Linked DNA regions of Macaca mulatta: region 1 is linked to region 2. The links are chromatin contacts, called in public Hi-C maps. All regions are on one chromosome and are shown on one strand. Each heading gives the region's core, a stretch centred on a gene start, on an enhancer-like site or on the middle of the called end of the contact. The rest is flanking DNA. Distances are from core to core; before and after follow the strand shown.

Evidence for each region. Hi-C and Micro-C count contacts between places; a contact is called where the count stands out from the background.
Region 1: a Hi-C map of liver shows a contact between it and region 2, with 3 times the contacts expected there. The contact joins the promoter of GLYCTK here to the promoter of TWF2 in region 2. A contact is called at or near these places in 4 of 14 Hi-C or Micro-C datasets (CD4 T cells, blood, cortical neurons and 1 more).

What each region holds. Positions count from the first base shown.
Region 1 is chr2:115,823,533-115,827,620 of T2T-MMU8v2.0, forward strand. GLYCTK (glycerate kinase) reads left to right here and starts at 2,807. Exons shown (of 5, transcript XM_077992976.1): 1 at 2,807-3,089.
Region 2 is chr2:115,766,359-115,770,921 of T2T-MMU8v2.0, forward strand. It overlaps TWF2 (twinfilin actin binding protein 2), which reads right to left and starts at 2,772. Exons shown (of 9, transcript NM_001433503.1): 1 at 2,576-2,772. The coding sequence starts at 2,600. It overlaps LOC114676359 (a long non-coding RNA gene), which reads left to right and starts at 2,770. Exons shown (of 2, transcript XR_013414000.1): 1 at 2,770-3,012; 2 at 3,969-4,563.

The sequences.
Region 1 (4,088 bases), core at 1,557-4,056, 57 kb after region 2:
TGAACTCCAACCTGGGTGACAGAGTGAGACCCTATCTCAAAAAAAAAAAAAAAAAAATATATATATATATATATATATATATATATATATATATATGAAAAAGAAAAATCCAGGGAGAGATCTCAAGTGGGGGCCAGAGGAGGGTAAAGGTTCATGACAAGAGCACAGCATGGTTTGGAGACCTACAGAGAGATGTAGCAACTGCCAAAGGGAGCAGGTAGGGGGTGTGAAAAGAAAAGAAAATTTCAGGACATTCTCAATTTATAATGTGAAGGAGAAAAGTTAAACCCTGGAAACTGAGCAGGCATTGCTTTTTTTTTCTTCTCTGATCCATGACTGCTGCTTCCTGACCTTTATATTGAAATGTTATACATTAACCAGGCTCCCTATTCTTCATTCAAACTTAGACTAGATGATGTGGGAGATAGAGACCCTTGTGATTGTTGTCTCTTTACAATAGAATGTTAAGCAAACTCCTTCGAGTATAATAAATGGTAGCCAATCAAATCTTGTATTTATGTTAGCTTTTTTTGGAAAATGTAATTCCGGTCAGCACCCGTTTTTGCCTATATAAACAATCTTTTTTTTTTTTTTTGGAGACGGAGTCACCCAGGCTGGAGTGCAGTGGCGCAATCTCGGTTCACTGCACCCTCCCAGGTTCAAGCGATCCTCCTGCCTCAGCCTCCCAGCCTCAGCGCCCCCAGTAGCTGGAATTACAGGCGCATACCACCATGCCTGGCTAATTTTTGTATTTTTAGTAGAGACGGAGTTTCGCTATGCTGACCAGGCTGGTCTTGAACTCCTGACTTCAGGTGATCCACCCGCCTTAGCCTCCCAGAGTGCTAGGATTACAGGTGTGAGCCACTGCGCCTGGCCCATGCCCAGCTAATTTTTGTATTTTTAGTAGAGATGGGGTTTCACCATATTGGTCAGACTGGTCTCCAACTCCTGACCTCAAATGATCCCAGCTGCCTCAACCTCCCAAAGTACTGAGATTGCAGGGATGAGCCACTGCGCCTGGCCCAAAAACACATTTCTAATGTCAACCTAAAAATCATCAAAAGGTTCGAGATCCAGTTAAAAGAATTTATTCAAGCATAAAGTGTGAGGGCAGCCATCAGGGAAACACAGACACCAAGCAGTGGCAATTAGTGTTCCCCAGCGTGGGGAAAGGTGAAGATTGTTTATATTGGCCGGGCGCCTGTAATTGTTTATACACCTGTAATCCTAGCACTTTGGGAGGCCAAGGTGGGTGGATCACAAGGTCAGGAGTTCGAGACCAGCCTGGCCAACATGGTGAAACCCCCATCTCTACTGAAAATACAAAAATTAGCTGGGCGTGGTGGTGGGTGCCTGTAGTCCCAGCTATTTGGGAGGCTGAGGCAGGAGAATCGCTTGAATCTGGGAGACGGAGGTTGCAGTGAGCGAGATTGTGCCCAGGCTGGAGTATAGTGACAGTGAGCCAAGATTGTGCCATTGCACTCCAGCCTGGGTGACAGAGCAAGACACCACCTCAAAAATAGGAGAAAGAAATGTGTTTTTGTTGGTTGGTTGGTTTTGAGACATGGGACCAGGCTGGAGTGCAGTGGCATGATCAAGGTTCACTGTAGCCTCTACCTCCCATGCTCAGGAGATCCTCCCACCTCAGCCTCCCGAGTAGCTGGGACTACAAGAGCATGCCACCACACCCGGCTCTTTTTTTTTTTTTGTAGAGATAAGAGTTTTGCCATGTTCTCAGGCTGGTCTCGGATTTCTAGGCTCAAGCGATCCGCCCACCTTGGCCCCCCCAAGTGTTGGTATTACAGGCGTGAAACACTGGGCCCTGCCAAGAAACATGTTTCAATAAAATCGTTAGGAAATCAAGTATGTGATTTGTGATGCAACTCTCTCCTCTATCTCCATAAGAAAACATCAGTAAAAACAGTGAACTGTTTCGTGTTCTTGGAGTCTGATGAGGACTCATCTTATGAATGTGGGAAGGCATCCAGCCAGCTCAGGGTGGGCCCAGCATGAGAGCAGGGACAGTGAGGAAGGTCCTGAGTCATTCGCTTTTACATGCAGCTTATGTGCTTGAGGATAGCGGAATGGAACTCTCGCTAGGTCAGAGCTGTATTTGGTGGCCCATGGTGGGAGAGGGGAGAACACTAATAAGTTGTGGAATAAAAACCATGGAGAGGAGCGAGAATTACTTAATCTGGCTCCAGAAGGGGTTAGTTGTGGGTAAGTAGTGATTCTCAGTTCGTTTGCTCAGCCCAGTCCTCAGGGTGTATCTGCTGACTGATCGTACAAGATAAAGGAAGGGAGAGGCCAGGCGCGGCGGCTCAAGTGTGTAATCCCATCACTTTGGGAGGCTGAGGTGGGTGGATCGATTGAGGTTAGGCGTTCGAGACCAGAGAGGCCAACATGGCGAAAGCTGGTCTCTACTAAAAAATACAAAAATTAGCCCGGCGTGGTGGCACATGCCTGTAATCCCAGCTATTCAGGAGGCTGAGGCATGAGAATCGCTTGAATCCGGGAGGCGGAGGTTGCACTGGGCCGAGACCGCGCCTCTGCACTCCAGTCTGGGCGACAGAGTGAGACCCCCGTCTCGAAAAAAAAATCTGCAATCAGTGAGGCGGGGATTATTACCCTCAATGTAGAGATTAAGAAAATGAGGACTTAAGGTGACTCCTTCCAGGTCTGTTGGTGGCCAGCAAGGAGTCAATATCCTAAACTCTCCCTTCCAGACCCCAGCTTCAGCTAGAGCTCGCAGCCGCCAGCGCGGATCCACCCACCCACACTTCCGGATTCCGCTCCGCCCACCCGCGAGTACTTCCGGTCTCCAGTGCTGGGCGCCGTGGCCCGGAGCTGTGGGCTGGTAAGTCTGCGCCTGCAGGGCGCGCATGACCTTCAGAAGCAATCCCTGGGCTGGGCGACGAAGGGTCTTGGTGGCAGCAGGCCCTTCTTTCTCGTATCACCTGGCATTACGCGGCAGCGGTTTGCCTCGCGAAGGCCCTACCTGAGGATGACGTCACTTCCAGCCCCCTGCTGACTGCGGGAAACCGGAAATGGTGCCAGCCCCCTTTAATAGCGGGGAGGAGTCAAGGCCGGTAGTCTTCCTGTTTCCGTGTTTTGCTTTGGATCCCTCCGGAGTTTTGGAGAGACTATGTCTTGTATAGAATTGGAGGACTTAGCAAATAAAAATGCAGAGAGTCCAGTTAATTTTTTTTTTTTGAGACAGAGTCTCACTCTGTCACCCAGGCTGGAGTGCAGTGGCGCGATCTCGGCTCACTGCAACCTCCGCCTCCCCGGTTCAAATGATTCGCGTGCCTCAGTCTCCTGAGTAGCTGGATTACAGGCGCCCACCACACCTGGCTAATTTTTGTATCTTTAGTAGAGACGGGGTTTTACCATGCTGGTCAGGCTGGTCTGTAATTCCACACCTTAGGTGATGCGCCCGCCTCAGCCTTCCAGAGTGCTGGGATTACAGGCCTGAGCCACTGCGCCCGGCCGTGTCCAGTTAAATTTGAGTTAAGATAAACGATGAATAATTGTTAAGTCCTAAACATTGTATGCACATATTTATACTTTAAAAATTACTTGTTTTTCTGAAATTCAAATTTAACAGGACGTCCTGTATTTTCTCTGGCAGCCTTGGCATTGAGCGTCCCCTGTCCTCTGCTCATACCCAGTGGCAAGACTGGGATCTTCTAGGCTCTTGTCCATCTGGGAAATAAATACAGATTTCACCCTATAAAGACCGGCTGTCTTAGTTGCTAAGATGCTTTTAGCTCCAAGCCTAATGGGCAAGCTCCAGGGGTCCCCCTGGCCATAACTGGACCCATTTTCGGAATCCCCATGACGATGCCCTCTGTGTTCCGTTTCACAACAGAAGTCAAGCATGGCTGTCTTCTCTTACGGGAGAGCTGAGACTAGGCAGACAAAATGGTCAGAGTCTAGAAGTAACCACCACATTTGGGTGTGGGATAAACCGGTATTTGAGATCTGTGTTGCAGTGGACAGTATCAGAGAGCCTGAGGGTGTTAAGGGGAGAGTGTAGTGTTAATCTCACCTTGTGTCTCATTTTGTGGATGAGGCCCAGTGAGAGA
Region 2 (4,563 bases), core at 1,522-4,021:
GGAGCCATAAGTGGTGGATCTACTAGTGGACAGGGAAACCACCACGGACCATGCGGGGAAGGTCCCTGCTTGGGTCCCTGGGTGAGCAGGGCTTGGCCAGAGTGACCTTGAGGCTGCCCAGGGGTCAGGGGAATTCCATCAGGAACACAGCTGGAGGCCTGAGGTCAGAGAATATTTATAGGGCCAGGACTGGGCAACTCAGGGGCGGGGGGGCCCTTAGGAAAACAAACTCTGGTCATGTCCTCAGGTGCCCCCCTTGCAGAGTGACCGTTAATCTGAGACCTCAGGCTATGCACCACCCTCCAAGGCCACTGGGTGGGCTGGGGCCCAGCTGAGCTCAGCAGACCCTTAGGGCTCAGAGAAACATGGCATGGAACTGTAGGCAGGTGGACACCGTCCCACTGGGCCAGGACAGAACTTTCCATTGGCAGATCCCAAGCAGGTCCCTGAGGCCCTAAGCCTGGCCTCTGGGGCTCCACCTCTCCCTTAGCTGGGTGACCCCTGACCTCTCTGAACTTCAGTGTATAAAATGGAGATAATAGCCCCAAACCTGGCAGGGCTATGGTGAGGAATAAATGGGAGAAAGGGCTTGGCAATGGTGGCCTCTACTAATAACAATTAATCTTTTATTACGATAACAACAGCAAGCTGACTGTGCTGAGCTGCCTCTTCTATCTGCCCAGACCTTCCCGGAAGGGAGACCAAGAAGCTCCCCCAAAGGACAGGCCGACGGGCCCCTTCTAGTGTTACCAGGGCAAACAGACACCCCAGCAGGGGAAGGCACACCTCCCTGCCCACCCCAGCCCCAATGCCTGCCCAGCCGCCATCAATAATCCAGAGACCAGGCCTGGGACACCTGAGCCTCTATTATCAATGATTCATGAACACCCTCCCTCCGACTCCAGTGAGCCTCACGTTACAGGTCCCTTTCCTGCCCTGCTCTGAGGTCAGCAGATCCACACCTATGGTCAGGACAGGGCTGGCACTTGGTCCTCCAGGGTGATCTCTCCTGCCAACTCCCCCAGCCAGAAATGGGAAGGAGTGGGCTGCTCACAGGTGGAAGGAGGACTGGGGGCAGCCCGGTCCCCAGTGACCCCCTCAGTGGGCCTGTCTCACTATGGGTAATGAGGGAGTGAGGCAGCAGAGAAGGGGTATGGGGTGGCTAACTTCCTGGGATCTCCTCCACCAGGGCTGGAGGCCGGGAGGCAGCAGCTATGACCAGACAAAGGGGAAGGAAGAAGCTGGCCACGAGGCAGTTCCCTCCTGTGGGGCTGAGTCATGAAGCCCGCCTGCCAGCTCCTCCTGGAGAAAGGCTGGCCCATCTGGGAGGCCTGGCCCTGACCCAGGCCCCTGCCTTCGCAGGGCCAGGGAAACCTTTTCAGGGCAGCCCAGCCACCAAGTGGCCACAACCGCACCAGGATTCAGGTGGTCAGGCAGGTCGATGGTGGCAGCCCCAAGCAGGTGATCCTAGTGCGGTGGGAGGGGTGGCTGATGGCCAAACCAGCCAGGCTGTCTGGGCAAACAGCCTGGGCCTTCCCCACAGGCCAGGCAGCCCTCCCAGGTCAGTGACAGATGAGGACACTGAGCCCCAGGTAGAGTCAGGGCACCTGGCTCCTGGCCATTGCTTCTCTCACAGCCCGTCCAAGAAGGAAACTGGGACCCCTGGGGGAGGGGGTGTGTGATGCTAGGGGATGGTGAAGCTTCCTAGGGATGGGGGGGGGCGGGGGTGAGAGCTGGCCTGGATTATTTAGGGCCAGGACTCTCCTCCACAAACCCCATATCTGGACCTCTTCCCTGTCTGCAGTCTGGAGCTGGGATCTTCCAACCAGACTGAGACAGGCTCAGAAAGTCACAACGGAAAATGGGAGGGAGGTCAGAGGTCAAGGTCAGATAGGCAGCTTTCTCCATCCCACTTAGCAGTCTCTGTTCTGGGTTTTCCCCAGCCTGGGGAGAGTGAGTGTCCTGGGAGGAGCAAAGGTCAGGGTCCCCTCACACATACACAAACCCATTCAAGTGATACAGACACATGCGGTATATGCATCCTTGGCAACAAATGCACACTGAGATGCGCTCCAACTATGCACACACACAGACACCCACATACATGTGCACACTGCCATGAAACACTGATGTCTAAAGAGGGTCCTATGGGACCTACAGTGTCCATTCAGCCACAAGTGCCAGTGCATGAATGACCCTTAGATGTGCACAAGGGAGTCACATCGAGAGGTGCACACGTAGGACTGTACACGGAAGACGGGTACACATGCGTGTACACCCACTACAGGAAAGGAACAAAAATATACAGATGGGCACACACAGCCACATTCATCTCCAGGTAGGCACACAGATACTTCCACCCCAGCTGTGTACGTACATGTACACCCACTCCCAGCTATGCACACCACGTCCGTACTCCCCCAGATGTGCCCACCCTAGGCGATCCACGGCTGCAAAAGAGAACAGGAAGCTTCTCCCGGCTGGTGCGGGGTGGAGGGAGGGGCCGAGAGCCGGGGAGGGGGCGCTTCCGAGAGCCGAGACCCAGGCCCCCTGCCCGCCCGCCATCCGCCCTCACCGTGGATGCCCGTCTGGTGCGCCATGGCTCGGCGCTTCGCTCCGTCCGCGCCGTCGGAGCCCTCCACTTGACCCTGGCCCGCCTCCGCTCGCTGGACCAAGAAAGGAGAAGGATGTGGCGGAGGCTGTCGAGCCTCGCGCAGCTTCCCGGGCGGTGCCGCAGGACCCGCCCCCAGCGGCGCCCCGCCCCCGACAGGCGCGGCCGGGAGGCGGGGACTCGGAGCCGCGCGTGCGCGCAGCCTGCGCGTCGGTCCGGGTGGGTCTAAGGCTGATTGATCCGCCGTGCGCACGCCAGCGCGTTCCTCTGTGGCAGGAGAGGGGGCCTGCGTGTGACGGAGCGTGCGTGGGAGGACGCGCGTGTGTGTGCGTCCTGATCACGGTGGTCTGTGGGTGGGGCGGATCGTGCGCGCGCGCCCGACCTGTGCCCCCCCAAGCCAGGTGGGTTTCCGAATAGGAGGGGGTCGCAGCGTACCCGGGTTTGCACCCAGGAAGGGGTCTGCTTGTGGATGGGCGTGCGCACATGCGTGCGTGTGCCAGCTCTTCCCCAGGGGCCGTTTCTTGAGCGCCTCCCGTGGGGTCCTGGGTACCTCGGTGTGGTCATGGCCGCTAGGCTTTGCCCTCACGGTGGAGAGCCCAGGCCCGCCTCACCCGCTAGATGGTGGTAAGAGCCCGTCGAGACAATGTGAGGGGCTGCCAGGAGAAGGCGAAGATTGGAAACCTAGAGGGGAGAATGAAACAGCCCAGCAGAGTGGAGGGAAAAGTTTTCTTTCTTTCTTTTTTTCTGAGACGGAGTTTTGCTCTTGTTGCCCAGGCTGGGGTGCAATGGCGCGATCTCGGCTCACTGCATCCTCCGCCTCCCGGGTTCAAGAGATTCTCCTGCCTCAGCCTCCCGAGTGGCTAGGATTACAGGCATGCGCCTCCATGCCTGGCTAATTTTGTAGTTTTAGTAGAGACGGGGTTTCTCCATGTTGGTCAGGCCGATCTCGAACTCCTGACTACAGGTGATCTGCCCGCCTCGGCCTCCCAAAGGGTTGGGATTACAGGTGTGAGCCACCGCGCCCGGTGGAAAGGTTTTCTTTAAAAAAAAAAATATATATATATATATATATATATATATATATATATATATATATATATTTATTATTATTATTATTATTAAAAAAGAGGGTCACCCTATGTGGTCCAGGCTGCTCTGGAGCTCCTGGGCTCAACCAATCCTCCTGCCTATGGCCTCCTAAAGTGCTGGGATTACAGGTGTGAGCCGCTAGTCCCAGCCAGAAAGGCTTTCTGAGAAGAGAGCACTGCATGTGCAAAGGCCCAGAGGTTGAAAGAGGGCCAGAGCCTGGTGAATCTGAGGAACTTTCCATGTCCTAATGACCTGTGTCTATATCCAGCAGCCTTGCCTTACTGATACCAGTACCTGCCTGCTGCTACCATCCAGTCAACATGTGGCATCTTCCAGGCCACTGTGATGAGTCAGGGATGAGCATCTGACTCTGGTTGGTCCAATCAGCTTGTCCAGGGACTTTGGCTGGGAAGATTGGAAAGGAGGCCAGCTTTTTGGGCTGGGATTGCTAAGAGATGTGATGATGAAGTGTGTGGCCTACCTGGCATCTGGCCCCAGCTTCAGCTCCGTTTACTATCTTGCTCCCCACGCTCACTAGCCTGCATTGAGGCCTCCTCTGTGCCCCCCAACCCCTGAGTTTCTCATCCCCAGAGAACCCAGCATACACAGAATTGAAGGGTTTTCTTATTCATCTTCCTGTGCTCACCCTGAGGACTGGGCCTGTGTCATCAGCTAATCACTGTCCCCTCAAGCACTCACAGTGGAAAATGGAGTGCTATGCAACCCTGCAGCTTGCCATCTGGAACAGTTCACAGGCAAGGCCTCCCACACTGAACCCTGCTCCAGCCAAATAGTGCCAGCAACACAGAGCTACTTGTTACATCAGCTCAGACCAAGCCACATCCACAGGAGCAGTTGGTGAT